2 separate regions of the Gossypium hirsutum genome follow, and region 1 is linked to region 2. The links are chromatin contacts, called in public Hi-C maps. All regions are on one chromosome and are shown on one strand. Each heading gives the region's core, a stretch centred on a gene start, on an enhancer-like site or on the middle of the called end of the contact. The rest is flanking DNA. Distances are from core to core; before and after follow the strand shown.

Region 1 (4,326 bases), core at 1,077-3,576, 110 kb after region 2:
TAACATGGGTGAGGATAATGTGGATTAGGGGGAAATCAATGGTAGATTTGCAGAATTAGGACTGAAAAACGAGTAGAAAGTTGAAACTTTTAAAACCGTAGGGGTATAGGAAACCTTTAGGGTTTTTTTTCTATTAATTCAAAGAATATAATAAGAATAATATTGATCATAAAGCTTACTAAGTTATTTATACTAGCCTTTCTTGCAAATAAGACTTTATTCCTTGCCCTAGATTTAAACCTTAAAAAGAACTAATCATCTGGGCCAATTATAATAAAAGGACCAACAAAAAAATAACATAATAATGTAATCAGCATTAATAAAAATGATAGATAAAACAAGCTCCTGCTTCAGAGGGGAAGGGGAAGGGTAGAGGAAGGGAGGGCAATGACCTGCACATCCGAAGTCCAGAGAGTAAGATTATCCCTTAGTAGTTGCATAATGAGAGTGCTATCCTTGTATGACTCTTCTCCCAGTGTGTCAAGCTCAGCAATGGCTTCCTCAAATGCCTTTTTTAAAGAAAAACAAGCCATATTTAATGAATTTCCGAAATTAATTTATGATTTATTCTTACCATAACAAGCAACTATGCACCGACATCCAAGAATATCACAAAGAATGTTTTGAAACAAATTACGAACGTTATTTTCCAATGATTTCAGAGGTTAGCCTCATTCCATTTATTCTCTCCAGTCTCCCCATAAACATAAGCAAGATAATAGCGAGAAGAAATACAAACAATTCTTCGTCTACCAACACAAATCTATTGAAATTTGGTAAATCTTGTACTAATTTGTTCCCTACCTAACTACAACTCTTAAGTATTTCAAGTTTGTTCACTGACCTACCATCTTACTATGTTGTTCAACTCTTCATTTTTCTTAAAACACCCGTATCTGACTTACTAGGACACGGATATGGAATATCACCCTCCAAATATATATGACTTAATTGCTCATAAGGATTTGGTTTAGCAGATCTGCATCAAAAAACATTATTCACTATAGCTAACACCCTGATTTAACACTAGTTTCTTCCCAAGTTCACAAATTTCAAAATGAGAAGTGAGTTTAAAGTAATAGAATGATGAGAATCAAACAAATACAAATGGAGCTATCTTTTCGCAATTATCTGAACAAAAAATTATTTAACTAATGCTGGTTCATACTTTAATCTAATAGGCTCCAGATTAAACTAAATGGTGGATTTATAGCATAAAACATGATAATGTGGTAACAAAAATAACAGAGGAAAACGCACCTGTTTAGCCATGCTACATGCCTTGTCTGACTGATTGAGAATCTCATAGTAGAACACCGAGAAATTCAGTGCTAGCCCCAATCTGATCGGGTGCGTCGGTGCTAGATCCGCCAGTGCAATATCCTTCATTCAGTTCAACACAAAAATCTAAAGAATCAACTTTGGAAGAAGAAAATATGAAAGAGGTTTCAAAATCGAAGCCCCAACCGTAAAGTCATATTCCCCCAAGTCAACATCCAAAATTGTACTGTAAAATTCAACTATTCAGCCAAAGCTTGAGCTGGAGTTAAAATGTTACCTGAGCAGCCTTGTAAGACAACATAGTATCTTCGGCAGCGGCTTTCCTCTCATCACCAACCTTAAACTCCGCTAAATAGCGATGATAATCTCCTTTCATCTTCAAATAGAAAACCTTGGACTCACTAGCAGTAGCAGAGGGGATCAGATTCGACTCCAATAAAGTCAAGATACTAGCGCAAACTTCCGACAATTCGGATTCAATCTTGGATTTGTACTCCTTAACCAGCACAACATGTTCCTCGTTCTTTCGACCTTCTTCTTTCTGCTCGATGGAAGAAACGATTCTCCACGCGGCACGTAGAGATCCGATGACGTTTTTGTAGGCGACGGAGAGAAGGTTCCTTTCCTCGACAGTTAATTCAGCGGCTGGGGTTGAGCCGAGGACCAGTTTTTGCATGAACTGAACCATCTCCTCATAGCGCTCAGCTTGCTCGGATAGCTTCGCTAAGTAAACGTACTGATCGCGGCTCAGGTTGTCGGGGGCCGTCGTCGCCATTTGCAGTAATGGTGGGTTTCGTGGGAGAGAACGTTTTTCCTCTTTTCTTTTTTTTTTTTTTTTTGCGCTTTCGGGTGTGACGCTGAAGGCCTGAAGATTTAGAGGTGTTTTTTTTTTTAATGCAAGATTGAGGAGGGTATAGTGGTAATTAAAAATGAGAATAGAATTGGTTGTTGTTGTTTTTTTTCTTCTTAATTTTATTTAATTAAGATAAACTTATTTTTGAATTTTTGAGCCAAGAAAAGTAGGTTTTGTTGGGGAATCTGGATTTGAAAACTTAATATATTGATTCAGGATTTAAAATGGAATTGGGCGGTTTTGGAGATAAGATTTGCATGTAATAAGTGGGACCCAATCCAGCTCGAAACGGTGTCGTTTTGAGCATGACAGATAACGGTTTCAACGCGAGTATCAAATCAAACTCTATCAAAGGCATCGTCGTTTATAGTTCTCTCCAGCTGGCCTTTGTTTTTTTAAATTGTATTCCTTTTGGCGGCTTTCCCTGTGTTGCAGCAGGCCAGCCAACCAAAATAAAAGTTTTAAAAATATTTATTATTCAAAAATTACTATCTATGAATGAATTATGCTAAAATATGGATACGGCTTAAAAGTAGAACGCTTCCAATGGGTTGGATGAAGTTGGAACTGCATCTTAATGCAGACCACATCAATGTATTAAGTTAAGAATTTTTATAAAAACAAGGCTAAATTATTTAATTGGTCACTCAATTTTTAGGATATTTTTATTTTGGTCACCTAAAATAAAATTCTTACACTTTGATCACTCAACTTTTAGGGTACTTTCATTTTAATTATCCAAACATTAAATCTCTAATGACTGTTAACTATCACACTACATCATGTTTACACTTTCATTTTGGTCAGTCAAGAAATATTTTTTGAAAATATTAATTGGGGTAAAAAATCAAGGATTAAAGTGAAAGAGGTAGAAACTAAAATAATACACAAAATTTGTCAATTTTTAATTGTTTATTCCATTACCGAAAATTCTATTTTTTTAATATCGAAAATTTAAATTTCAAAACATCAAAATAAATTGAATAAACTATTGAAACAATTTTATCCATTGATAATGTCAACTGATTTGTACTATAATATTATAATTAATTAATTTAATCTCTTTTTAAATTTTAAAATTAGCGAAATCAACAAATAACTCATATATAATAATTGTCTATTAAATTTATTTTGATTGTATAATTTGGAATCTTCCATGTTAACCTAAAAGTAAAGAAAAATATCCTTCAAATTAATTAAATTAATTTTTTATTCTTTGTTTGGGTAAATAAGCGATGAAAAAATTATGAGTATTGTTTGGCATGGTAGATAAAATTAATTAATTAAATTAATTGTAAGAATTTTTCTTTACTTCTATTTTAACATAGAAAATTCAAGATTATATAGTCAAAATAAATTTGGGTTTCGTAAACAACTATTAAAGACAATAATTTTCATTGATAATTTTGTAAAATAATTTTAAAACATCAAAATAAATTAAATAACTTGTTGAAAATTCTTTATTTATTAATAATGTAAATTGATTTGTTACTATAATTTTGAATCTTAATATTTAAAAATTTATGTTTCAAAACAAAAATTTGGAATTTTCAGCAATGAGATAAACCGGGACAATTTGATCAATTTTGTATATTATTTTAGTTTCTACCGTTTTTCACTTTAATCCTTAATATTTTTACCCAAATCAATATTTAAAAAAGATATTTATTGGGTGACCAAATTGAAAGCAACTTAAAAGTTGAGTGACCAAAATGAAAATGCAAACATGATGTGGTGTCTACAATTAACCACCATTAGAGGTTTAATGTTTGGGTGACTAAAATGAAAATGCTCTAAAAGTTGAGTGACCAAATTGCAAGGATTTCATTTTAAATGACCAAAATGAAAGTGCCCTAAAAATTGAGTGATCAACAAGAGAATTTACCCTAAAATTAAAGATTACAAATTAACATGTCTGTAGCACATCTTCTCGTTCAAATCATTTTATGTAACTAATTTTTTAAAATTCACTTACATTAAATATAAAATAATTATTAATAAATAACCATTAGTTTAACAATGTAATTATACTATTTGAACATATAATTTTAAAATTGATGTCGTATCTTGAAAATATTTTCCACGATTCGCTGAATAATATAATAATTTTAATATGAAAATTATTCTATATTGGAATATGGTATAATAAAAAATTAAGTATATAAAAATGGGACAAATGAAAAAAAAAAGCT
Region 2 (4,298 bases), core at 1,783-4,282:
ATTACGCTCCGTACCCGAAATTAGACCCCAAGGACGTCGCTCCTCCACCGGAGAATTGGACTAACGTTTCCATGGGTTCCCAGTCGCAGCCTAATCAAGGGCCGGCGACGTTCTCTGGCAGCGCTGCTACCACCATGCCGGATGAGTCGAATCCTTACGTTTCTCCTGCTCCGGTTCGATCATCTTCCGTCAAGAGTAACCCACTTGCTTCATCTTCTACTAAATTTATTCTTTTTATTTGAATACCATTCATATTTAAGCCCTTTCGTTTAGCAGATAAGATGGGAGCAGTGAAAGAGGTGTTAGGGAAATTGGGAAAGAAAGCGGCGGAGGATACTAAGAAGGCAAAAGAGATAGCTGGGAACATGTGGCAACATTGTAATTATTTCTCTTTATTGACCACCCTTGGTTCCCCTGCACGATAGACTCAGTGACTCTTGAATTTTTAATATGAATTTTAGGTAGTGTTTGAAGTTGGATTTCAAAAATAGTGTAAATCATGGATAAATATATGTAAATATCAGATTAGTTTTCAAAATTATGGATTTGTTGAATATCTATTTAATAGTTTATAAATTTCAAATGTATAGCATTAGGGTATTCTCAATACACGATATCAATTGATTGGATTATATTATATGAAGTATTCATGATTAGTAAGTTTATGGGGTTTTTTTTTTGTTGCAACAGTGAAAACTGGGCCAAGTTTTGCTGATGCTGCTGTAGGAAGAATTGCTCAGGGTACCAAAGTTCTTGCAGAAGGTGGTTATGACAAGATTTTTCGAACAACATTTGAGACTGCTCCTGAGGAACAGCTTCTGAAGACTTATGCATGTTACTTGTCCACCTCGGCTGGTCCTGTTATGGGAGTTTTATATTTGTCAAGTCAAAAGCTTGCTTTTTGTAGCGACAATCCTCTGTCTTACCAAGTTGGTGCTCAGACTCAATGGAGCTACTATAAGGTATAAGAGCTTATATTATGCGTTTCAGTTGGTCAAGTCATTGCATCTGTGTCTAATTGGTTAGGGTTGAGTGTAGACTGATGTTGGTGCTGAGTTTTTTTTTAGATTTTACATTCCCAGGCAGTTCCATATATCACTAAAAGGACATGAATTATGAATTTATTTTCCCTTTCTTGATTACTTGTTTTGAAATTACCATATCGTGGGATCAGTGCTTGATGATTCTATTTCTATCATCTATGTGGTTCCACTAAAAGTTGCTCATCCCGGATGCTTTGTTAGATTAAAGCTTTGCTTTTAAAAAAGCATCTGCAGTTATGACTTATGACCTGTTCGAGTTATTTGCTAAAGTTTTGTAGTCCCTTGTTTCATAAGGTCTTCATCATCTTTGATTTGTTCTTTTTCCTGCTTGGTTACCGTAGTGCTAGTTTTTTAGTTAGTGCTTTTGTAGTTAAAGCTGTGTTTGCTTAAACTTATTAATAAGGAGAAGTTGGTAACGGAATATATAAGGCTATTGAAATGAGTTGTAAAATAAGTGATTTTTCTGAGGTAGTTTATGTACCCCATCTTAGTAGGAATGTTAGATATTCCGTAACTTGTGTTTTGTTTCTCCCTTTCCAATATCCTTCAGTGACAAAATCCAGATATAGAGTTTCTACCTAAATTGCTTCAAACCCTTTTTCTGTAGCAGTACCCTTGTTTGATACCTTTATCCAACACATAACCGGACATGATTCTTCAAGGAATTATCCAAAAATATGGAAATATTTGAATGTCCTCCTCTTGTTTGGTTTATCAGGATATACGTGTATGTGATTTGTCAAAGATACATCTCTGCTTGTCCTTGTTTGTCAAATTTTGATCCCTGATCGCTAGAACTATGAGACTGGCATCTTACCAACAGGTGACTCAGCTGTTGGCAAATTTTATTGATCCTTTATTAAACTTGTAATGGTTATTAATGTGATTTTAGGTGGCTATTCCATTACATCAACTAAGGGCAGTGAATCCATCAACAAGCAAGGCAAACCCAGCTGAGAAATACATCCAGATAATATCAGTTGACAACCATGAATTTTGGTTCATGGGCTTTGTACACTATGACAGTGCTGTTAAAAATCTTCAACGACCATTGCAGCCAGCCCGGAGCTCATGATGTTAATATATTGAGCCAGATTTGTCAGAGTTGAAATAGCATAGTCTAGCTTTACATTTGCATTTATATTCCGATATTCCTTTGTTTCTTAAACTCGTCAGTTGTTGGTGGATATGTTTTACTGATGTCTGTAAGGTATCGGCTTGTTGAATGGTTTAATACTAGATGTGTGTTCATTTATACTATTTTTTTTAATATATACATTACCTTTTACAATACCAATGATTCTTTATTAGTATTTATATATTTATAAAAATATTATATACAAAATTTAATTAATAAATAATAATTAAGGTCGAACTAGATTGGATTGACCAAGAAATAAATTTACCTTATTCCAGTTCAATTGCAATTCTTGACAAAGCCCTTCAGTGAAAGGTTAATTTTCCTCTCCCTAATAATTATGCAAATACAGTCAGTCCCCACAATTTCCTTCTTTTACCCTTTTTATCTCCTCCACCTGCCCTCAACCTTCTTTAAGAATCCTAGGAGACCCGAGTAGTTATTAGTTTATAGTCCCCCTTTTCTTGGACTTACAAACTTGGTCCTATATGTACCAAAAAAGAAAAAAAAGAAGTGGGTCCTATTTTCGTATTAACTCATTCCTAATAAATGTATTGGTTAAATGGGATGGCTTAAAGCTTAAGTTGATAGGAGTCCAGTATTAGTTTCAACATGTCTTGAAATGTGCATGTCATTGTCAGATCAACTTTTGATAGATTTGCGTGTGGACCAAAAAATGAATAAATTTATAAAAAAAGCTTTGAGAGTGGTTCAACCATTACATTTAAATTTAACCAATATCTTACCTTCAATTTGATGCCTCACAATAAACAGTGGGGGGAACTTTTATGGGAGAATCTGGAAGCAATTGCTATGGATGTTGAGTATCCGTGGTTAATCGTGGGTGATTTCAATGCCATTTTGAGTTACGAGCAAAGACGATACGAGTTTAAGTCCTGTAAAGCGGGATGTAGTCGTTTTAATTCCTTCGTGTTTCAGTTTGGATTGATTTATTTAGGTTTTCAGGGTTCTATGTACACTTGGAATAGGGGAGATCTTTTTCAAAGGTTAGATCAATCGCTTTGTAATGACCAATGGCAAACGATTGCACCAAACACCTCTATTCATCATTTGCCTAAACTAAAATTTGATCATAGACCACTACCGGTGTTGGTTAATTTGGTAAGGAGAAGAAAAGCGGAGAGACGTTTTTGGTTCCTAGCTAGGTGGTTAGCACATTCGGAGTTTCGAGATGTTGTTGCAAAGTCTTTGAAAGCCGACGGTGATATAGTAGAGAATCTTGAAAAGTTCACGCTTTGGTGTAGGACTGGAACAAGACTGTTTTTAGAAAAAATTTTGACCGAAAAAAAAAGAAAGCAATTAGGGAGTTAGACTCTGTTCAACGAGCATTGGAGTAGTGTAATTTTATGCACATCAAGTTGAGGGAAGCAGATATTTGGATGGAAATTGAGAACATACTAAGCCAAGAAAAATTATTATGGTTTCAGAAATCGAGGTGTGAGTGGCTTGCTAATGGTGACTGAAATACAAATTTTTCTTCATAGTCGTACTTTAATAAGGTAGAAGCAGAACAAAATTGAAGCATTGAAGATTGAGGGGTCTGAATGGTGTTATGATGATGATCTCTTAAAACAACATGCTATGGAACATTTTTCTAATCTTTATATTGTGGATAACTATTCAATTAAGGATTTCCTTTCCAAGGGGCTTTTTTCGAAATTTGGGGATGATCTAATTGGTTCTTTGAATGCTGAGATCAGTATGGAGGAGGTTCATCATGCCTTATTTAGCATGGCACCTTTAAAAGCATCGGGAGTCAACGATTTTCATGCAAAATTTTATCAAGCAAACTTGGACATTGTGGGTAAAAGTGTCTACAAGATGGTTCATAAGGTGTTTATGGGGGGAATTTGGATCCAAAAATTAATAGAACATTATTGGTTCTAATTCCTAAGAGCATTGTTGCAAACACCATTGATCAGTTTCGACCTATTAGTTTATGCACCGTTTTGTACAAGATCATTACCAAAACAGTTGCGATTCATCTTTAACGGTTGATGCAAGTATTGGTGAAACAGAACCAATCCAGTTTCATAGCATCACAGAGTATCTCAGACAACATCATAATCGCTCAAGAGGCATTTGATACAATGAAG

Evidence for each region. Hi-C and Micro-C count contacts between places; a contact is called where the count stands out from the background.
Region 1: a contact with region 2 is called in a Hi-C map of leaf, with 2.2 times the contacts expected there. The contact joins the promoter of LOC107910246 here to the enhancer-like site in region 2. A contact is called at or near these places in 13 of 34 Hi-C or Micro-C datasets (anther, callus, hypocotyl and 3 more).

Annotation. Positions count from the first base shown.
Region 1 is chrD02:15,034,675-15,039,000 of Gossypium_hirsutum_v2.1, forward strand. LOC107910246 (14-3-3-like protein B) reads right to left here and starts at 2,327. Exons shown (of 4, transcript XM_016838035.2): 1 at 1,559-2,327; 2 at 1,261-1,383; 3 at 393-509. The coding sequence starts at 2,056.
Region 2 is chrD02:14,927,974-14,932,271 of Gossypium_hirsutum_v2.1, forward strand. It overlaps LOC107910243 (GEM-like protein 1), which reads left to right. Exons shown (of 4, transcript XM_016838030.2): 1 at 1-195; 2 at 277-378; 3 at 691-962; 4 at 1,936-2,298. The coding sequence ends at 2,118. Among protein-coding and RNA genes, the nearest start is that of LOC107910243, 2.5 kb to the left of the region's middle. Within about 2 kb of position 3,033, at least 3 of the 9 cell types and tissues checked have an H3K27ac peak or open chromatin away from gene starts, as enhancers often do.